Linked DNA regions of Oryctolagus cuniculus: region 1 is linked to region 2. The links are chromatin contacts, called in public Micro-C maps. All regions are on one chromosome and are shown on one strand. The core of a region is the stretch at or near the end of the contact, and the rest is flanking DNA. Distances in the headings are between cores, read along the strand shown. Region 1 holds the start of SUPV3L1 (Suv3 like RNA helicase). Region 2 holds the start of DDX50 (DExD-box helicase 50).

What was found. A called contact is a pair of places that touch in the nucleus more often than the background predicts.
Region 1: a Micro-C map of ear pinna shows a contact between it and region 2, with 6 times the contacts expected there. The contact joins the promoter of SUPV3L1 here to the promoter of DDX50 in region 2. A contact is called at or near these places in 3 of 6 Hi-C or Micro-C datasets (ear pinna, psoas muscle and an unstated tissue).

Annotation. Positions count from the first base shown.
Region 1 is chr15:60,979,193-60,984,888 of mOryCun1.1, forward strand. It overlaps SUPV3L1 (Suv3 like RNA helicase), which reads left to right and starts at 1,259. Exons shown (of 15, transcript XM_002718445.5): 1 at 1,259-1,626. The coding sequence starts at 1,353. LOC127484130 (a long non-coding RNA gene) reads right to left here and starts at 972. Exons shown (of 3, transcript XR_007910892.2): 1 at 900-972.
Region 2 is chr15:60,696,533-60,702,524 of mOryCun1.1, forward strand. It overlaps DDX50 (DExD-box helicase 50), which reads left to right and starts at 2,353. Exons shown (of 16, transcript XM_070057770.1): 1 at 2,353-2,427.

The DNA.
Region 1 (5,696 bases), core at 9-2,508, 280 kb after region 2:
CTCGGGAACTCTCATGGGGGATGCCGGCATCGCAAAGCTTGTATGTATGTGTGCATATGCATGTATATATGTATGCATGCATGTATGTAATGCGGGAGGGAGATGAGGGGCACATTTTCTATCGTATTTGGTCACTCACTAAACTGTGCAGACTCCTTTACTAGGTCTCTCCATTTCACTGAGTCGCTGCCGTCTTCAGACACACTAACCCGCCACCGCAGCTACAACTACCCCTTGTTTTCTTACGTGTTTTTGTTTCTTCCAGCCTGTCCCAGGTTTTCTCAACGACTTAACGGCTCTCTGTAAGCCACAAACAAGTCCTGCCTTAACTATGTTTGAGGTTTTTAAGTCTATCTTTTCCACAGCGAAGCCTCTGCCTGTCAGAAATCTTACAGTTCTGAAATTGCTCCTTTCTTTAATTAGCCCATTAGAGTAATATTTGCGTTACTCAACGTGTATTTTTGCTATCACCAACACTAGGTCAAAAACAGTTAAGGACGGTTTTCCTTGCAATGCTGGCGTTCAAAAGGTGCTTTGTAGGTTAAAGGCATGTAACAGTCTGTTCCTGGGATCCTGCTTGACACACATTAACACGCACGCGCTGCAACCCTGTTTAGAAATTAGGATGTTGCAGCTTCGTACAAGGACACAGTAGCCAGTCAATGTAACTGAACCTAAACCTTGGCCAAGTGCACGTTTTCGCCACGTTGTTGCCTCATAGCTGCTGGGATGCTGTACACAAACCGCGCGCGTGGAAGCAGTGTACATGCGCATTATGCCAAAGACGGCTTAATGTAGTACAACAGAATTCCTCAGCAACCCCTCCCAGATGCAGACCAAGGTACTCGGTAAGGAACTGCAGGAACGCGCTCCGGCGTTCCACTCCCGCAGCTCCCTACCTCGGTACCCGCAGCTACTGCGGCCAGTGCACAGCCTGCACTGATAACCCCGCGGCCACGTGCTGCTGGCCACGTGCTCTTGGGACGGGCCAGTTTGCGTCACGTGACACAGCAGGCAGGGCCCCGCCCCGCCCCCGCTCTCAGCTGTGACATCCCCAAAGATGCCTGATTACTTTCCCTGACTACCTTTGCCAGAAAGCTGATCCAACCACAGATGAAAGCAGATAGAGAAATCAGAACGAGGATTTCTCTCTTGAGTTTGCCTGATCGGTTGCTCCGTCACGGCTAGAGCAGTTTTACAGCGCTACCTTCCCCTGATTGATCAGGCGTTTACCTGGGCAGCTCTCCCTGCTCGGCCTGGGTCTTTCGTGCCTGCAGGCGCCGGTGGTTTGCGTCACTGTCCGCCGCCGTGCCTCGGGGCTGCTCCGGGCTCCTTTAGAGCCTGCGGTCTCCATGTCCTTCTCCCGGTGTGCCCTCTTGTGGGCTCGGCTCCCGGCGGGGCGCCCGGCTGGGCAGCGGGCAGCCGCCTGCTCTGCCCTTCGCGCCCACGGCGGGCCCTTTCCCGGGGCTCTGGGGTGCGTTCCTGCCGCTGCCGCCGCTTCCTCTAATGCATCCGGTGGCTCCAAAATCCCGAACACGTCCTTGTTCGTGCCCCTGACTGTGAAACCTCAGGGCCCCAGCGCCGATGGCGATGTCGGGGCCGAGCTCACGCGGCCTCTGGACAAGAGTGAGTGCGGGAACTGGCGGGGGGCGGCAGGAGGGAGGTGTACCTGGCCGGGAGGGAGCCAGATCCCTTCCCTGGCGACCCGAGCGTTGTCATGGCGCCCATCAGTGTCTGCCTCCCTCGCCGGCTGCTGAGGCCCTCGCTGCGTACTCCCCAGGGTTTTGCCCCAGAAGTGGCCTTTTCGCTCTCGCTGCTCTCCTCTGAGTGGGTTTGGGACGATGCAGCTGCTTCTGAACCGTCAGGTGCACGACCAGCATCTTTCTGCGTTCCTCCCGCCCCCCACCCCGAGACGGGGCGAGGGAACGAGGCCGTGAGAAGCCTTGGTTGACCGTTGTCGTGGACGGGCGCTCACACTGCCGAGCTGTTCGGGGAGGGAAGGTTTGCCGAGAGGAGCCAGCCTCACGGTCTCGGGGACGTGCGTGGTCAGCCGTGATACAAGGTCATGATGCGGGCGTCCCCGCCGAGGGTGGGAGGGGCCCTGAGCGTTCCAGGCCCCACGGAGGGAGGGACAGCTTCGCGTCAGCGAGTGACAGTGGATTTTGTCCGCAAAACTGCGTTGGATCGGTTTGACAGGGAGTTCTGGGGGGAGTTTGGGATGCTGTGGCTGAGCTTTAAAATTGTTCCCTTGTCCTTTGTAATTGAGACCCGTGATTGTGCATGTCGGTGGGTCGAGTGTGATAATTGGTTAGAGAGCCAGGGAGTGTGCTCTAGCAGGTGCCGTTCTGGAAGGCTGAGGGCGTGCTTGGTCCGATGAGGTACTTGGTGTCCGGGAACTGTCCTGTTAACAACCTTTCAGTTCAGTTTTATTTATTTGAAAGAGAGGGAGAGAGAGAGAATCCTCCTTCCACCTGTTCATTCCCCAGATGTTCAGAGCACCCAGGACTGGGCCAGGCCAAACCAGGAGCTGGGAACAGAATCCACGTCCCTTACACGCATGGCAGGGACCCAAGTACTTGAGCTGCATTTGCCTCCCCTCCTAGGGTGCCCGTTAGCAGGAAGCTGGGAACAGGAGAAGAGCTGTTTCGGAGGAAGTTAGAGATGAGCCCGTGTGGGTGAGAGGGGCCGAAGGAAGACGGCACCTGCTCAGAAAGGAAAGCATCGGAGCGGCCTCAGCGAGCAGGCTCGGAAGAGCCCCAGGATTTTATACCGCAGAATCCTGCCCATACCTGCATAACTTGACAGGTGGTCCCAGCCTTCCCCCACGGAAGGACCCCAGGGGAATCCTGTCCTCCCACCACCAAATGAGCTACCCAGCCGTATAACATCGGTTAACGAAAACTTGGGAGGAATTTCATCCGTTGCACACCCAGCAGACCCTTTGTCCAGGAGCAGACGGAGAGGGGATGGGAGGATGGCAGGAGGAACTGGACCCCGTTCCCTTGCAACCCCTGAGTGCAGACTGCGCTCCCCGCCCTTTCCTGAGGTGCCTGCCTAGCGAGCCAGTGCATTCTCTTCAGCAGACTCTGTGACGCTGCTTCCCCGGTCTGATGACTGGGCACTGTCTCTGCCCCGTTCCACCTTGCTATCCCACTTCCCACTGCTCTCACATCTGAATTCTTGGCGAGAAGACAAGAACCGTAATTTTACCCATCTGTGCAAACAGTGCCAGGATGGAACCCAGGCACTCTGAGATGGGACAGAGGTGTCCCAAGTGCTGTGCTGGACACCTGCTCCATTTCCACAAACTTTTTGAAGGCCCCTGGAAGGCAGCAATTTCAAAATCTTTTGCACCTGAATGAACTTTTATTTATTTGAAGGGCAAAGTTGACTGAGATAGAGATGTTCCATCTGCTGGTTTATTCCGCAAATGACCTGGGATAGAGGGAGGGTGGGGGAGAGAGACATCTTCTATCTTCCATCCGCTGGTTCACTCTCCAAATGACTGGAGCTGGGCCAGTCCTAAGGCAGGAGCCAGGAGCTTCCTCAGGTTCTCCCCTGTGGGTGCAGGGGCCCAAGGACTTAGGCCATCTTCTACTGGGTTCCCAGGCCACAGCAGAGAGCTGGATCGTAAGTGGAGCAGCCAGGACTCAAATTGGTATTCATATGGAATGCCGGCACTGTAGGTTAAAAAGAGTTTATTCACTTTTTTTTATTTGAAAGGGTGACAAAGGGAGAGACAGATCTTCCACATGCTGTTTCATTCCCTAAATGCTTGTGACAGCTAGTTCTGGGCCAGGCTGGAGCCAAGAGCTCCATCCAGGGCTCTCATGTGGGTGGCAGGGGACTCAGTACTTGAACCATCATCTGCTGCCTCCTGGACCATTAGTAGGAAGGTGTGCTGGAAGCAGAGGCAGAGATGGGATTTGATCCCAGGCATTCCCATGTGGGACACGGGTGTCCCAAGGGGTGCCTTAAACTGCTGCACCACAACGCCTGCCCTTTACGAACTTTTTAAAATACCCTTGTGTGTTGTGTGGTATGTGACTTGTTCTTCCAAGCAAGATCTTCCACTTTACTTGCGTTTGGGGACTGTATTATTTTATATTATATTTTTGCTTATTTTAGATTGTGATAAGAACATATAACGTAAAACTTAGCATCTTAGTCGAGTATATTCTCGCTGTTGTAGAATAGATGTTGAACTTTTTTTCATATTGAATCAAACAATAAAACAATAATTTGTCCATTAAACAGTTCCCCGTTTGTCTTATTGTACAGCACAAGTAATTGTGTGAGACAATCTGGTGTATTTATTGTATTCAAATATACACAATTTACCTGAAAACGTCAGTGTCTTTGATGCTTCCACTATGTGGATGGAGTGAAGAAGACGCTGGTTTGTCAGGACCAGGGTTCCTCCTGCTGGGAACCCTTAGGTGCACCTCACTGGGTCGCCGTATGCTGGGCCACTCTTCCTCTCCTGTGTGCAGAGGTGGAATTCACGAGGGTGATTTTTCAGCATTGAGAGGGACCGCAGAGGACAGTGAACTACCACAGCCTTATTCAGCGAGTGGTTAGTGGATCGGATTTCCACATAGAGATAAATCCGCTTCTTGCCTGGAAAGTTGGCTCACAGCTTTGCTGCGTCAGTCTTCCTGTCTTCTTGTACACTCTCTAGGGTGCTCCCTGGCTCTGCCTCTCCTGTAAGGTTCATAGTCCTCCCACTCCTGCTCCTGCTTTTCCCAGGCCATTAGCAGGGAGCTGGATTGGAAGTGGAGCAGCCGGGACTTGAACTGGTACCCATGTGGGATGCTGACTTCACAGGTGCCGGCTAACCCATTGTACCCTCTTCTTCTTTCTTTAAAGTAGGTTAAGAGTTGCATTCTGACCAGTAAAGCAGATTAAGTCCCTAAGCTTTCTTAGCATGCAGATGTGGGATGCAGGCGTCCCAGGCAGTGGTTAATTCTCAATAAATGGAGTCTGTCCTTGGTTTGTACTGAGTTACAGATCAGCAGGAGTTTTTCAGGCAATTACACATGCTTTTCCACTGTGGATACCAAGAAACTGTCACTTCCACTACATCTAGAGAAACATAAACCCAGAAATAACAGGACAGCTGCCTGTGATCTGAGATACGTCGTCTTTTTTACCTCCCTACCTGTCTCATGCTGAATTGCAGGTAAAGACAGAGTTAGAGGGGGAGAAAGAGAGATCTTCCACCCACTGGTTCACTCCCCAAATGGCTGCTAGTGACCAAAGGTGCGATTTAAAAATTCCTCATTCAGAAAACAGTTTTGTTATGGGTGCTTTGTTCAGGCTTCATTTCCTCAGTGAGTTTTGTGTGTGTTGTGGCTGCATGAGAATGTGGCAGTTGCTTCTGTGGGAGGTGAAGGTACAGCTGGTATTTCGTGGGCTGAGTGTGTGGCTGGGTCTGTAAAATCTTCCCCTCTGTAGACTGAGGCAGCAGTTTTTCGTCCTGTCTGACCTTAATATAATCTGATTCATTTAAAATGTGTTACCTTGGCAGGCGTCTAATTCCACTAACCTGATGGGATGGGCGTCTCTCTAGTACTCTTTTTTTTTTTTTTTTTTTTAAGATTTATTTATTTATTTGTTTGAATGAGTTACACAGAGAAGGAGAGGCAGAGAGGTCTTCCATCTGCTGGTTCACTCCCCAGTTGGCCACAACAGCT
Region 2 (5,992 bases), core at 1,103-3,602:
TTGCAGGGAGCTGGAACCAAGAGCAAAGCTGGGACTACAATCCAGGTACTCAATGTGGGAATCAACCAATGTGCCAAATGCTCACTTCCCCACCCCACCAGAGTTTTGAAAATAACCAGCAGGCCAAGTTTAAGAATAATTGTCTTGTTTTTGTATCTTAAAGGTCAGAGAGTTTAATAAGCTGAGGCCAAAGGCAAGGGAAATATTTGTAGGACCTTCAAATAGAGTAGTAGCTAAAGCACTCAATCCTTAAAATTTTTGAGAGAATTCTATCAGTGACTCTGGTAAGATATCTGGAAAGATGTTCTAATAAGATTTTTAATTACCATGCATAGTGTACCTTCCTCCTGTCCCCAAATATCATTAGCCATGAATCTCTGGAGACTTATAGAGGGAACAAGTATGAAAGCTTCCGCATTTACTAACTTTTCTAGTTGGCTGAGGTAAGATGAGGTACACTGAAAAAACAGTAATGTGGGGTGCACTTTTTTTTCCAGCAAAGTCAGTTTTGGTTGAGTCAGTCATGTGTCAGTTTATTCTTGTCCTCTCCACAGCAGTCAGGGATCGGGTTCTGTGAGTTTCGGGCATAGAGTTTGGGGCAAGAGACTGCAGTGTTTAAGTCTCAGATTATCATCCTTTAAAACTAGTACACTTATTTATTTATTTATTATTTTGGACAGGCAGAGTGGACAGTGAGAGAGACAGAGAGAAAGGTCTTCCTTTGCGTTGGTTCACCCTCCAATGGCCACCACGGCTGGCGCACCGCACTGATCCGAAGCTGGGAGCCAGGTGCTTCTCCTGGTCTCCCATGGGGTGCAGGGCCCAAGCACTTGGGCCATCCTCCACTGCACTCCCTGGCCACAGCAGAGAGCTAGCCTGGAAGAGGGGCAACCAGGACAGAATCCGGCACCCCGACCGGGACTAGAACCCAGGGTGCCGGCGCCAAAAACTAGTACACTTATTAGTCACCTGAATTCAAACAGTGTTGGCCTTTCCCTTCTCAGATGTGCTGTTGGGACCTCTGATACGTAAGTGAATACCGAAAATATTTTTGATTTCTGAGGAGCTGAAACTTTCTGACCTTTGACCACAAGATATTAACATCTGTTCCTTTTATCCCAGTTTTACATAGTGATTTGCTATCCATGTCTACCGTTTCTGTGCTCATCATCACACCCTTTGTAGGGCTAGAGACTGATTTAACACGGTAGAATGGGGAGTGGGAGCGAAGAGTGGGACTAAATTAGGATTGTGGAAAACACAGATCCAGAGATGCGTACCTATTCTCATAACCTAGGGAGATGCATTCTTCCATAATCAGTAGCTGAACACTCCTTGTGTTTAGTACTGAATCCATAGTTACTTTTAGACTTTATTTTTTTTCACCTCAAGTCAATCCCTAAATCATGCAGAAGACCTGGCGGAATCAGAAATTTAACATATTTGGTCCCAGTTACTTGGGTGAACACCCCAAATCAGCACACGTCGCAGTGGGTAATTTTGCTAAGACAAATGAGATGCTCATGTTAGGAGTATGTGCCCCAGACACTGTCAAGCGGCTCGCTGAGTGCCCCTGCGCCTTCATCTCAATTTGGGTCCTTCTCTTAGGCGTTGAGTTCCTGGGTTGAAGAGATCATTGAGAAAAGGCGCAGAAAATAAAGCCAATTAGCTAGCACTGGCGTAGGAAAAGGGACAGGCTAAGGAAGTTACCCTTTGTAACGCCAAAGGCTTCCGTTTTGTGTAAGGCTGCGATTTAGGGGCAGTTAATCCCCATCCGTAAAACTGAACCCCTTTTTATTCGTCGCAAACACGTTATCTGTTGAACGCATTTAGGTTTTCTCTCTGGCCGAAACTGTTAGGTGTCTTCGGGTTTTTCCTGCTCATTGTTTCATGGGAGCATCTCCCCCCAAACCCTTGTCAGACTCGAGGCTTTCAGGTAGGTGTGGCAGAAAAGCACACTCGCTCATCTCAGATCCAAGCAAAACATTCGCTAGTCCTGACTGTACCACTCAAAGATTTTGTGACCCAGGGAAGTAAATTCCTTTCTTGGGTGGGTTCGGCTTCCTCAAGTCAAACGCGGAGCGTGAGGACTAAAACCAGCCGACGACCAGCTAAATGATCAAAACCTAAGAATTCGGGGTGGACGTCTATCCAGTCAGCCCCAGCCTTCACCTCCAGCCCACTCGGGACCCCAAGAAACCCCTTCCCCACTGCGAGGCGCTGCTAGACTGGCGCGAAGCCGTTGGACGTTAACGCCTCCTCGCACCCCGCCCGCAACGGGCGGGGCCCAGGGCCGCAGCTTCCGGCCGCAAATAGCGAGGCTGCGCGTGGCGCCCCCACCCACCTCGGCTCCGGCCGGCCCGCGAGCCGGGTCGCCGCGCGGGCCGACCCTCTCCACCGCCATCGAGGGGTTCCCCAGCCTCAGAAGTGAGTGTCGAAGATTCCCGAGCAGAACTCTGCAGTGGGGAAGAGATACAGAGAAATCACTTATGCTAATCAGCGCGTGCGTCCTTCATGATGATTGGCCAGAGTTTTACTCTGCACGCCAATCACTTTGGAACGAGGGCGGGACACTCGAGAACTTTCATTCTCATTGGTTGGGAGGTAGCGGCGCAAGGAAAAAGTGTGCGCCGAAAGGATCCGGGATTATTTTCCCCGCCGAGCGGTGCGTGTCCCGGAAGTGACGCACGGCCCTGGCCGGGCGGCTGTCCTGCCCCCGTTTCCTTTTTCGCTGGCGCTGCCCGTAGGTGGTTGTGGCCACCGCGCCCTGAGGCAGGCGGAGGCGGCGGCCAGTAATGCCTGGGAAACTCCTGTGGGGGGACATTATGGAGCTGGAAGCACCTTTGGAGGAGCCCGACAGCCTGAGGAAGGAGAGGCGAAAGGTGCGCTGAGGATGGGCCGCGCCTCCTTCGGGGCTGCGCCGGCTTGGGCGGGGAGGGGAGCTGTCCCTGATGATGGCCTGTCACATCCGAGCGGGAGCTTGGCCCTCGGCCCTCTGCGGTCGCTGCGGGACCATTCCCACCGCCACACTCCCGCCCTGCAGAAGGGCGGCCCTGGGCTTTGACTCGGCCTCCGCTGGCCCTTCCTTCAGCCCTTCCTTCAGCCCTTCCTGTTGGCGCCCGAAGCGTGTGCGAGATGGGCAGGCTCAAGCTCCCATCACCGGGATATCCGTTTCTTTGCTCTTCTTTCTTAAGCAGAGAGGCCTGTTTGGTTCTCGTTGGCTACCTTAGAAGACGATTAAGAAAAACGATTCCCTTGGAAATGTATTGTTTCTCAGTCACCCTGTCCTGTGTGCAAGCATCCTGGGGACAGCGAGCCTAGGTTTATAAACCTTGATAACTATAGAGGCTTAAGGAATGGTATCAAAGCCGGGGTTGCCAGGATTTGCCTGTGAGGGAGATCGTGTGGATTGCATTATTAATAGCGCTTACTATTGGTGTTCTCATTCAATCCGTGGGTATTTATTATTTGTGTCTAACTTGCACCAGCCTCTTTGTTGAGTATGAAGGTCTTTAATTAAGTGTAAGAAATGATCCTCACCTCAAGGAGCCTGTAGAGACTTCAAGTCCCGAAACAATTAGGGGAGTACAGGTGCAGAAAAATGCATAGGTAAAATTTTGACAGGAGACATCAGACCTGCAGAAAGAAAGCAGTGGGAGAAGGTAGCGGTATTTGAACTGTGACATTTGGCAAAAGAATAAGATGTAGTCTGTGAAGTGGTAGAGAGTAGAACCTACCTGACCAGCCATATCACTAGGGTAAACTTACCAACTGGTTTCTTTTATTGTAGGATACACAAAACTTAACATTTACCATTTAAAAAAATTATTTATTTATTTGAAAGGCAAAGTTATGGAGAGGCAGAGGCAGAGAGAATGAGAGAGGTCTTCCATCTGCTGGTTCACTCCCCAAATGGCTACAACAGCTGGAACTGAGCTGATCCGAAGCCAGCAGGTGGGAGCTTCTTCCGGGTCTCCCTTGTGGGTGCAGGGGCCCAAGGACTTGGGCCATCTTTCAGGCTGTAACAGAGAGCTGGATTGAAGTGGAGCAGCTGGGACTTGAATTGATGCTCATAGGGGTGCTGGAACTAAAGGTCGCGGCTTTACCCACTACGCCACAGCGACAGCCCCAGCTTTTACCATTTTTAAGTGTATAGTTCTGTGGCATTGAGTTTTGCAGCCATCACCAACATCTATCTCCAGAACTTTTTTATTTTCCCAGACTCTGCCCATTAAATACTAATTCAAATTCCCCCCTTCTCCTGTCCCTGACATTCACCATTCTGCTTTCTGTCCCTGAATTTCACTGCCACAGTTAGGTACTAGGGTGTAAGTAGAATCTCTAAGCAGTTATTTTAATTTTAGCTCCTCTTGGAACACTTCTTTTTTCCTTTTGCATCCAAATCTTGTATCTGTCAGGCTCCCCTTTGAAGGCTGTTCCAGTAGTTATCATGTAATTGGGATTTATTATGTGTTTCTTGTAAAGTTATCTCATTTTTTCCTGTGTATATCTTTCCCAAATATTTCCCGAGTTCTTGAGGAAAATAACTATATCTTTGTCAATCCTTAAGTTTTACTGTATCCTTCTAAGTTGCTGATTTTCACATTGTAAATTCTTCAGAAATACTTGTTGAATCCGCTGTAACTCTGAAAGATAAATAGAAATTTGGAAATGGATTGGAGTATCAGCTACTAGAAGTAGAGCCTTAGACTGGTGATCTGATTCTGAGATGAAGATAACTATGGTTTGGATATGAGATACAGAGCTGAGATACAGGTTCTCAGAACTGGAATGCAGATGAAGAAAGGAGCCTGGACGAATGTGTTGAAAATGAAAATGGTGTGAAAATATAATTGGAGAGCAGAGACTTAAAAAGGACCAACTATAGAATGAGGAGGGAGAGAGACCATAGGAGAAGTGATAGAGGTGAGAGGATGAGAGGACATACAGAGTATAATGGAAACCGAGGGAGCTGAAAGTGTCAAGCGTTGTGAGTCTGATGTGGAATAATGTATTTCATCACCCTAGGACGTTGCTGGGCTTGGGCTTAGAAGTCTCACTTTGCCTTGCTTTATCCTCTCCTTGAAGTGCAGGGCCCAGGAGCAATTCAAACCCCAGGCTGGCTCTATAAATAATCTTGTTATTCTATAGACTCTGTTGGTTTGGAAAGCTGAGGGCTAGTGCAGTTAAGTAAAGATCAAATGATGTAACATGTAATTGTAAAGTGTTGTCACACATAGTATGCTGTCCAGTTTCCACGGCAGTTTCCATTTCATGAACGAGAATATTGTATGGTAAAGTACTCTAAAAATTCTGTGCATCACGGTGAGGACTTTGGTGACGACAGTTTTTACTACCACTAATCACTATTACTAATTTATTTTGAACATTTGACCAAGTCATTCTGAAGAAGTGTTAGATTTCCAAATCATGTCTTGTGATTTACAAATATTAAAACAGTGATGAGGGCTGGCGCTGTGGCATAGTGGGTAAAGCCTCAGCCTGCAGCGCTGGCATCCCATATGGGTACTGGTTTGAGTTCTGGCTACTCCTGATCTAGCTCCTGCTAATGCATCTGGGAAAACAGCAGAAGATGACCCATGTACTTGGACCCCTGCATCCAAATGAGAGACCTGGAAGAAGCTCTCAGCTCCTGGCTTCAGCCCAGCCTAGCCCCAGCTGCTGCAGCCGTTTGGGAAGTGAACCAGCAGCTGGAAGATCTCTTCCTCTTTCTCTCTCTAACTCTGCCTTTCAAATAAATAAATAAATCTTAAAAAAAAAAAAAAAAAAAATAGTGGCCATTGGGGTGGGTGTTGTGTTCCAGCAAATTAAAGCGCAGCGGGGACATCTGCATCCCTTGTTGGGAGTAAGTGAGATCCCGGATCTCCCACCTGCCACTTTTTTTTTTTTTAATTTTTAAGATTTATTTATTTATTTGAAAGAGTTATAGAGAGAGGAAGAGACAGAGAAATCTTCATCTGCTGGTTCACTC